Regions from separate parts of the Mus musculus genome. Here region 2 is linked to region 1. Evidence: chromatin contacts called from public HiChIP or PLAC-seq data. All regions are on one chromosome and are shown on one strand. The core of a region is the stretch at or near the end of the contact, and the rest is flanking DNA. Distances in the headings are between cores, read along the strand shown. Region 1 holds the start of Lurap1l (leucine rich adaptor protein 1-like). Region 2 holds the start of Ccdc171 (coiled-coil domain containing 171).

Evidence for each region. HiChIP or PLAC-seq counts read pairs in DNA pulled down with a chosen protein or histone mark.
Region 2: an H3K27ac HiChIP or PLAC-seq map of embryonic stem cells shows a contact between it and region 1, with 7 times the contacts expected there. The contact joins the promoter of Ccdc171 here to the promoter of Lurap1l in region 1. A contact is called at or near these places in 3 of 115 datasets of contacts at active chromatin or transcription factors (astrocytes, embryonic forebrain and embryonic stem cells).

Annotation. Positions count from the first base shown.
Region 1 is chr4:80,908,633-80,913,889 of GRCm38.p6, reverse strand. Lurap1l (leucine rich adaptor protein 1-like) reads right to left here and starts at 3,204. Exons shown (of 2, transcript NM_026821.5): 1 at 2,245-3,204. The coding sequence starts at 2,535.
Region 2 is chr4:83,521,803-83,527,098 of GRCm38.p6, reverse strand. It overlaps Ccdc171 (coiled-coil domain containing 171), which reads right to left and starts at 1,554. Exons shown (of 26, transcript NM_001355378.1): 1 at 1,329-1,554.

The DNA.
Region 1 (5,257 bases), core at 1,955-4,454:
CACTTGTCCTTTTAGAAATTAATACCAGAGTGCTGGAGAGATGGCTAGGCAGCTATGAGCACTTGTCGCTCTTTCATAGGACCTGTGTTCACTTCCAGCACCAGTATGGTAGCTCACAACTGTCTATAATTCCAGTTCTGGTGCACACAGCACTGTTTTCTGGCCTTTGAGGACACCAGGTGTGAATGCAGGGTACAAACATTCACTCAGAGAAACCATTCATACATGTAAAATAAAAATAATTAAAAAAAAAACCCTGATACATCATGATCATCATAAATAGCAAGATATATCTGAAAGAATTTTTTATCAACTTGGACATTTTCATTAGGAAAAATAGATGTATGGCAGACAGTCTTACTTGAAAATGACCAATTTTCCTTATCCTATAGAATTCAATACTACAAATAAAAGTCAAATAAGCATAAGAGATTTGAAAGCTCTTAATGGACACATTCATTGATTGAAAAGGTTTGTTGTTGCTGTGGTTGTTGTTTGTTTGTTTACATTCCTGTATTTAGTTTGTGAGGTATACACACATGTGCACGTGACACTACGGTGCTTGTGTGGAGGTCAGAGAGCAACTTGTGCGAGCTGATTCTCCATATGAATCCTGGGTATCAAACTCAGGTCATCCCACTTAGGAGTTAGCATCTTTACATCCTCTGAGGCCCGCGGTTCTCAACCTTTCTGATGCGTCCAACCTCATGTTGTGGTGATCCTAAACTATAAAATTATTTCGTTCCTATTTAATAACTGTAATTTTGTTTCAATGCAATCTATCTGATATGTGATGGGGTCTGGACCCACCTCTTCCTAGACCAGTAGTAACTTTGAACTTGGTAGATGTTTCAGATGCTCAGAGTCTAAGAAATCTCACCTCCTTTATTTTTTTATTGCATATTTCAGACCTCAATACTTACTAAGACATGGTAACTATGTAATAAATATTTGTAGTGATTAACATGTATTTAGGCAGCGAAATATGAATAATAATAAAAATAATTTGCAATGCACAAAGTATATTATACATATATACATATTCAGTTACATGTAGAAATATACATATATTTCAATATGTGGAACCTTTTCAAGTGGTAAGCTACTACGGGAGACATAAAGGCTTCAAGTAGACCAGGTTTAGAGGTCTAGCGAGGGTCTTTAAAGTGATATTCTATAGTCTTTTAATAGGTCATGATCTCTGAAGACTGTCATTTGGCTTGGAATTTATCTCTGAGGTCTCCCTATCACAGAAAATAAAAATGGAAGGAATCTTAGATGTGAACCCCCAGCAGGCTACTTTTGTAGGAAGCCCTTCAACACTCCCCCTCCCCCTGTTGAAATTTTCCTCCTCTCTAAGTTGGTAGAAAATGTAATTGGTTTGTGGCCATTTGCTTCAAAAGGCTTAGAAAGAGATAATTTCTTCCAATCAGCTCATCATTGTAAAGATCACAAACTGAGATCTGTAAAGGCCAAGACTCGCCCAAGAGCTCAAGGCAAATGAATGAATGCTTTAGTGTAAACACATCCGGAATAACGAGTCTTAGACCTACTTGACCCATTGTCCTAATCCGAGGTTCACAGAAATGGTAGAGAAAACAAGTGCTGATTGAGAACTAGAGGAAAGGGTAGGAGGCAGTCATTAGCAAATCCCTGGGCTGGGGTCACCTGCTCTCCAGGATCAAAACAGTGAAACAAGCCATTCACAAGCACATCAAGGGCGAGGAGCCATTGTTTTCAGAACCAGCTGTGGCGAATCTACTGAACAGTGGCCTTGGGACAGCTGCAGCTGCTGCAAGGGGAGGGTGGAGGAGAGCAAACTACAGCAGGCTGCAAGGACCCCGCCGCGCCACCTCCCGGCCAGCTGGGAGGCATTTCTGCGCTAAGTGCATTGGACTAAACCACCCTTTGAACCAAGGCAAAACATAAACGGCTCACAGCAGGCCCAGATCCGCGCAGTAACTGCCGGCCTTTAGCAGGCTAGTGCGGGAGAATCCGCGGCTGGCAGCTGCAGAGTGGTGCGCAGGGAGTAGCTCTATCAGAAAGTAGAGCCGAATGAGCTGCCAGGGCACCCCGTGACCGAGCAAAGTCCTCAGGGTTCAAGCTTAGCTGTAGCCGAGTCCAGAGGCGCGCTCCCGCACACCTCCTCCCAGCTTCTCCCCCCCCCCCCCCCCCCGCTCCTGTGCCACCCTCTCGGGTCCCAGGCCCCGGGTCCCCAAGTCGCCTCTGACGCATCACACTCACCATCTCCTGTCTGAGGATGTGCAGTTTGGTCTCTAACCTCTCCAGGGCGCTGGGGTGGCTACGTCGTGGAGAGCCAGAGGCAGGGGAGGATGACGACGAGGAGGACACGGAGGGCGCAAAGCTGCTGCAGCTACTGCTGCTGCTGCAGCTCCCACCAACCCCGCTGGGGTCCGCAGCCCCTTCCCGAGGCGCCAGCTCCTCCCCGCGCAGCGAGCGCGCTAGGCTCTCGGGCACTTTGCGCCCCAGCTTCAGCTCGATGTCTCTGAGGTCTGGCAGCGGGCTGTCTTCCATGACTCTTTGCGAGGGGCGACACTGACAGTAAAGGCAGAGGGCGCGAGGAGGCGGCGGCGGCGGCCTGGCGGACTCCGGAGCTCAGTACTGGGCTCCTCTGGCCGGGCCTGAGTCCCCGCGGTCGCCCGTGCGCTCCATGCCCCGGGCGCAGTCGGCAGATCTGCACCCGGCTGCAGTTTCAGGCTCTGCCGCTCCACAGCCAGCAAGATTAGCCAGATCGCTTCATTCCTTTCCTAGCTGGCCACTCCACCGCCAAGTTGAGTTAATTGATACTGCAGAGAAGAAGGGCAAAAGCTAGTACGTTATACCGAGAGACCCAAGAGAGAAATGGAACCTGCTCGATGCGGGGAAATTCCCATTTCAAACTGTCCATTCACATCCCAGCGCGGTTCACGGTGCCCATCTGGTATTACACCACACAGAATAACGAGGTGGCCACACTCCCGGGTCGTTTCATTTTCCAGCCATATGTCGCCAAGGATCAGACTATCTTAGACGGTCAGGAAAAAAAAAAAAAAATCTGATCAATGAAAGAAGTGGGTTCGTCCTGTGTGTAGGCGGTGTAGGCGCATTTTAGAAAGAAAAAAGAAAAAGACACGGTTAGCTTAGCTGGGGTTCAAGGGCTTCCTGGTTGCTGCAGCAGTGTCCTTTCCTTTTAGTCGGTCTCATCCAAGTCATTGTGTTCCTCCGAGCCTCGGAAACTTTAAACTCGACTGGCAGGTGGACCAAAGCAGAGCCAACCCCTGTACCGTATGTCACAGACAAGAAGGGCAGCAAAATCTTCCCAACCCTGATGTTAAGAAACTGAAATGCAAATCCTGCCTCAGCTGAGCATACCCATATTAGGTTACTAAGTTAAAAGTTGCCCTGCTGAAGTCCCCTGACAGCTACAACCTGTAGAACACATTTTTAACATTAGAGGCAGAAGAATGGCTAAATTTTATGTCGTTTTCCACCCCCCCCCCCAACTTTCCTAAAAGCCAATTACACATAGCATTAGAATTCTTGCCCAATAACTCCACAAAGAACGGAGAAATTCAATCGATAAATAGTTCAGTGAAGTTGAACAAATTTTTATGTACTATTTGATTCGCAAAATATTCAGTATTATTAATGTGTTTGATGTTAAAAAATGCATTTAAGCCGTGCAGTGGTGGCACACGCCTTTAATCCCAGCACTTAGAGGCAGAGGCAGAGGCAGAGGCAGAGGCAGAGGCAGAGGCAGAGGCAGAGGCAGAGGCAGAGGCAGAGGCAGAGGCAAGTGGATTTCTGAGTTCGAGGCCAGCCTGGTCTACAGAGTGAGTTCCAAGACAGCTACATCTATACAGAGAAACCCTGTCTCAAAAATTAAAAAAAAAATGCATTTAAACAATAAAAATTTTAAGAAAAAAATGGTTCAGTGAAAATGTACAAGAAGATATAATTGTGTTGCCAATATTCCAGCATACTACCCCAAGCAGAAATGAAGAACAGAATAACCAGAGCATGTATGTGTTTGTATATATATATATAAATACTGAGGGGGCAGGAGAATTTTAAATGGAAGAAATTGCTGAAGCATTCCTCTTTAATTATGGAAGAAAAACTCTGAGAGTAACTAGTGAAATCATACTTGTTTTCTTTGATAATTTCTATATAATTTGCTGCTATTTAGGAAGAACCACAACTTTGTAAACCATTAATCTAGAATACATCTACCAAGTAAATCAGCAACAAGTACATAGATTATAAGATTGCTTGAACATTGTATTTGTGTCAGTGAGAGTTGAGAATAGTATTTTCAACCCACCAAACTATAATTTTAGGTTTCCATTGAAGTATTTCCAATACTTTTTGTCTGGGACCTACTCATTTGTGTCCTCTGTTCCTCTGGCCTCCTTTCCCATTCAGCTTTTCCATTCCAAACAACATAGATAAATGGAGTTTGGAGTTTGTTCATGTCATCTTCACATCCAAGAAACCTTAAAAGGAGAAAAAGCAGAGACTTTCTGAAGGAAATATCTCATGGCAGGGAAAACGTTGCTGAAATTGTCTTGTCAATAAGCCAGACCTTTGCATGTGTTAAAACTGTTTTTAAAAGGAAAAAAGGAAAAAAAAATTAAATGTTGTAAGTTAGGTGGCTCATTTCAAAATCAGAACTACCATTTATGGAATCAAAGAGGGACCAACTTAAATCGCAACTCTCCCATAAAACTGCATGCATTGTTTGAAAGCTGGCAAACCACAAGTTCATTGCATGAGGATTGCACTGTGGCATGTAATTATGGACGCTTCTCATTTGAGTCACGGACAGCTTTTTATTATAAACTGTACAAAGTCCAATTCAGAGCTGAATGCAAAGTAAACCCCAAGGATTCAATACCTAGTTAGATCTTCGTTGGACAAGTCATTTTCCAGTTATCATCAGTGAAGTGCCTATCTGTAACTAAGACAGAAGTTGACCTTATAATAAAAAGAGTATGATGGCCGGGTGGTGGAGGAAGATCCCTTAAATCCCAGCACTCAGGAGGGAGAGGCAGGAAGATCTTGGAGCTGGAGGCCAGCCTGGTCTCCAGAGCAAATTCCAGGACTGCCGGATATACACTAAGAAATCCTGTTTGGAAACAAACAAACAAGTAGATTGCATATAGTTAACATTTTGTTCTTGTGAAATGTAAAACACATTTAAGCATTTAAAGAAAATCTTCGTTATGTTGTTTTTAAAGTGTTCTTTATGATGTCT
Region 2 (5,296 bases), core at 305-2,804, 2.6 Mb before region 1:
CTGATGAACACCAACTCACCAACAAGCATCAGGTTTCATCAACTATTTAAGTCAGCCCCTCGACCCTTTCCGCTCTTGTTTAAAGATGAAAGGAATGCAACCTGTGTCACAGCACTTCCACTACCTTCTCAGTTTGGGTGTCTAACCAAATGCTATTTTTTTTTTTCTTTACTCATCGAGAGGAAAGGGCTTGATTCCCTAACACTAAATCCACTTTTTTTTTTTTTTTTTTTTTGTCTATGCAGCTTTGCATTCATTAGTCGTGACACCTGTGTGGGACTATCAGCAGTTACACGGTTCATTTGGCAAGGGGGCACTTCAGAGCTGAGTGCAGCTCAAATAGCAGAACACTTTTGTGCCCATGATTCTTGTTCAGTCTCAACCACCTTTCATCCCATCTCTGAAAAAAGAAGAGAGGTGAAGGAGATGTGTGATTCTGTCCATAAAACACGCCTAAGACAAAGAAACTCAAACAAACAAAAAGTAAACGGAGCCTGAAAGACTAAGCCCACTCTGCTTATTTGACATAAAGAACCTAAGGTCCAGGCGACAGGTGATTTGCCTGTCACAGCTAATAAATGGCTGAGCCAGGATTTACACACAAGCTCCAAGCTAAAACAGCCGCCTTCACTTTCCCTAGAATCCCGCTGCACTGCCTGCATTCCTCTGCCTTTAACTGGAAAGGATTGCATTTCCGGCTCTATCACAGTTTGGTCGTTACTAAGCACTGATAAATACAAATAACAAAACGGTAGTTTCATTTCTCCAATACTAGGAAAAGTATAAAACATCAACGTGCAAAATCTTAGAAGCTGTTTGATATCGTCTCTAAGTTATGTATTTGATTAATATGAATATCGTAAATGATTAAAAAGTCAAAGGGGGGGGGGTGTGTGCTTGTACGCAAAATTCAGCTTTAAACTCACAGCTGACTTTTCTAAGTCCCAAGGTGGGTGGTAGGCAGAAGTTGCATAACTCATTGTTTTGCTTATCAAACGTTTGTAGGGTGCCTAAAGTGTGGTAGGCATTTAAATAAAATGAAGGTAAAACACGAAAAAAAAAAAAGTGATCCTTGGGTACTGATCCCAAAGAGCTCCGAGGACTCTAGTCCCCACCGGTCCTCGGAGTACAGCGAAGATGCTCGGCTTCCTCAAGGTGGGCGGAGAGCCCTGGCCATTGAGCTGGAGGCTGGAGGCTGGAGGCTGAGCTGGAGGCGTGTCAGCACCAGCTAGCAGCCCTCAGCCGGGTCCTCTCTGCAAGCCCAGTCTCCTCTCAGCACCTCCCGGTCCCGGGCGCCAGTCACCATTGCACCCACAGCCCGCAGTTACCTCGGACTCGCGTGGTCCAGCCTGCACACCCACGACCCCCAGGCAGCTTCAGGTCTCGGGGTGAGTGGGAGGTCAGGCAACTCTCAGGAGAAAGAGTGACAACTGGGGAAAGCCGATGGACTCTAGGGCCAGGATGGAGAAAGTCTACGAGGTGAAGTTTACAACGGCCACTTCCGGGGGCCCGGAACACGCGACGAGGCTCTGGGCAGCCGCGACTTTCTCCGCCTCCCTGGCCCCGCCCCGGCAGGCCCGCCCCTCGCCTCCGCGTCCCCAGCGTCCCGCCCGCCGCCCGAGCCCCAGCTCCAGGATACGCGCGTACTCAGAGAACGCGGGCTCGCGCTGGAAGAGAAGCGCCGGCCCGCAACCGCGCGCGCTCCCGCGGCAGGCGGGGTATATTGCGCATGCGCCAGGGGTGGGGTACGCGTGCGCAAAGCACACGGGTGGCTCGGGGCCGCGTTCCACCCCATGCGCGCTCCAGCGCCGGCATGCTGTGCCTTCTCCTTGTTTCAGAACTCCCGCAACCGAGTGGCGTGCACATTTCCAGCCTCGGAAAAGGGCAGCAGCCTGTTCCTGCTCTGTAAACGTCTTCTTAGCTGGCTCTCGGCCCGAGAAACCCGCTAGGACCGCGGCCGATGCCAGGGTCCCCAGGGAGAGTGCCTGGGCTTCGGCACAGGTGGCAGACTCTCAGCGCCCTCCTCCTGCAGTCTCCTCCTCCCATCGATTTCTTTTGTATTTTGGCTTGGGTGGATAGAATGTAGGTCGGTGCTCTGATGCTGCTGAGCGTCTTTGATTACAAATAATGCAGAACCGGATTCATTGGCAAATAAGGCCTTGGAGCCTCGCCTTGAGCTCCATCTCTGCTAGATTTCAGCCCCTCCCCCTCCTCGCCCACAATTTATAAAGAGCTTTGGTTCGCCCTGTAGCCGCTTCAGAGGATTGGAAAAGCAAATCCTCTTTTGTTCCTTGGCTTTTGAAAGCCTATTCCCTAAAGAACAATGCGAAATGGCAGGATTTTGATGAAAGGTTTTTATCCCTGCCGCCACTACCTTCTTTCCACAAGTGTTCATACAAAATGAGCCTTTTATGCTAAACTTGTCCGGGGTTGGTTGTAATCAGCCTGAACCAGGTGTTGGGGTTCTCGCCTGCTCTCGCTCTGGAAAGTTAACAGTCCTAAGAGCAAATAGATTAAAACTTTGGTTCTTGCACTGCTGAGAAACTTTAATTGGTTTGAGGTCAGTTGTTTGGTTTTTAAAAGGTTTTCCTTGCTTCTTAAGGCTTTAGCCAGAAGAGATAACTGCTTCGAAAACAAACTGAAGGAAACAAAAGTAGCCCTCTCTACTTAGGAATCAAATGGAGAATTACAATAAATAAGATTACATTCACCACCACCATGGGTTTCTCTGTGTGGCCTGACAGTCCTGGAAGATGAGAGTTTTTTTTTAAATTGTATACGGCTTAGTTTTGTTATTTGAAAGATTTTTGTTTGGAGGGAAGTGATTTTGTTGTTGTTTTGCTTTCTTGGTTTTGTCTGGGTGGGGTTTTTTAATTCCCTATGTAGCCCAATCAGGCCCCAAATTCTGGATCCCCTGCCATAGCCTCCGGAACACTGGGGTTACAAATCATGGGCCACACACACACATCAGCTCATCGTGTTTTAGGAACATCACAGAAGGGAGTGTTACATTGCAAACATAACTGATCTATTACATTGTACACTTTTTAAAGAAAAGCTGCTTGACATGAATCCTTACAAAGTTCATTTACTCTGTCTTTAGCATGCGTAGAGTACAGCACATGTGCCCAGCATGGAGCTAGGTAATAAAAATACCAGCTATAAAGTACAAATGCCACAGGGATCAGAGAAAAGATCTGCTCGTCAACCTTGAGTACAGGGAAGCGATTTGTGGAGCATGTAAAGTCTAGTGTAAGAAAGTAGAGTAATAGATTCACCAAAGTAACAACGAATTGGGACAGGAAAAAAAAAGCATGAGACTTTTGACAAAATAGAAACTTTGGGTGCAGGGGAGAAAAATATGAAAGATCTGCTAGAGAAATATGCTCAGCTCAGATCACAGAGAGCCTTTCAGGTCATATTAGCAACAAGGCTAATGAAAATTATAGTAATTACACAATAAATCCGATCACCTCGGAGTCCTTAGAGGGTTTCTCTTTTTCCCTGGTGGTTACAGGTTCGTTTTCCTTGGTCCCCTGTTTGGGTAAAGGCTATCTATAGTGAGACGCTCTCTAACCCACTTCTGGTTGTCTTTCCTGGTCACCTCAGCCCCCTCCTTTCTCCCAGCCCATCGGAGAGACAAGTAGATCCAACCCCACCACTCCCTCAAAGAAGCTTACAACCTCAATAAAGACATCATCACCAAATCCAAGACCCCTTGGTTTTCTGAGCCGCCTCAGATTTCTCTCCCACATTTATGAGGATCAATAAATACTTTCTCAGGCCCGGCGTGGTGGCACACGCCTTTAATCCCAGCACTCGGGAGGCAGAGGCAGGCGGATTTCTGAGTTCGAGGCCAGCCTGGTCTACAAAGTGAGTTCCAGGACAGCCAGGGCTATGCAGAGAAACCCTGTCTCAAGAAACCAAAAAATAAATAAATAAATAAATAAATAAATACTTTCTCGCCTCTCACCATCTTACTGCCAGTAAAGTGCCCTCAGCCTTCACTTGGTACCTGACAAGCTTATTTGGCCCTGTGGAAGTGAATGCTAAGATCCTGAACTTTGATTGTTTATATCTGAGTTTGAATTTTTAGTTCTTATTTCAACAGTTCTGCTTTACTGCCCCACAGTGTTGTGCTGTGGTAATAGTGGTGGTCCTGAGGTTTGTTTCTGTCCCTGTTTTAGGCAGGGTCTTGCTACACAGCCCGAGCTGGCCTGGTGATCATCGTGCCTTAGCATCCCAGTGCCTGGCTTACAGGCTTGTGCCACAATGCCATTCTTAGCTGGTAGTATTGACATCAAAATATCTAAAACTTAACTTTCTCAGTTTATCATGAATTGCCCAAACTACTCCTCTGCCTGTTCATAAAGCTTAAACTCTCAGGCAAAAACAAAAAAACAAACAGGAAAAAAAAAAGACATACAGAATTATCTTTTTTTCTTTTTCTTCAAGATCTCAGATCCTACATTCAAAAATTCTGTCTTCCTCTCTGCCTTCTGTCTTCTCTCTGTGCCTGCTGCTGAAAGCTGGGTCTGGTGCCTGTTTCTTCCTACCCAAACACTTGTAATCAGTCATTCATTCCCTTGTCCTGTGCACTTAGCAATTAACACTCAGGGCATTTTTAAATTGACAACTATAAGATTTAAGGATGGAAAAATAGGGAAAAAATCAAAAGGAGGCCTAGAGGCACATGCATGGTTCTGCCCTGTCAAGCAGATTTCCCTGTGTGAGCCCCAGGGCTAAGCCCCGTTCACTCCCCGTGACCCCTCTGTAACCTCGGGCACCAGGTGCTTCGTTAGGATGGTGTTTGGTATCAGGTCTTAGAAAGGAAAAGCTTTGGCATAATTGTTGCTCTGGGTGGCTCTGGCTCTTTGTTCCCTCCATATGCTCTAACAGAAATTTCCTTTATGAAGCATAGCTCTTGACTGTGTAGCTGTCTTGATTAATTCTGGCTGTCACCACGTTGCTTACAGGATAACACTCAAACTTCTCCTGTGTCAATCAAAGGCCATTTATCAGCTTCCAGCAATAAATGTTGCCTTTCCAGCAATGCTTCCTCCAGGTCTACAGTAGAGCTTCCTTCTCATTCATACTGGCAATAGAAAACATGCAACTGGGGATAGCCATGAAGAGATGTACGCATAGGCTTAGATGAAGTCTTAACACACACAGTTTAATATGAAGGTTTTAAATATAGGTAACATTATAAACCATATGCAATGTGCCTAGCTATATGCTAAGCAACTCCACATTTACTCCAATTTTCTTTCCTTTTTTATTTTTTCATGTTGTT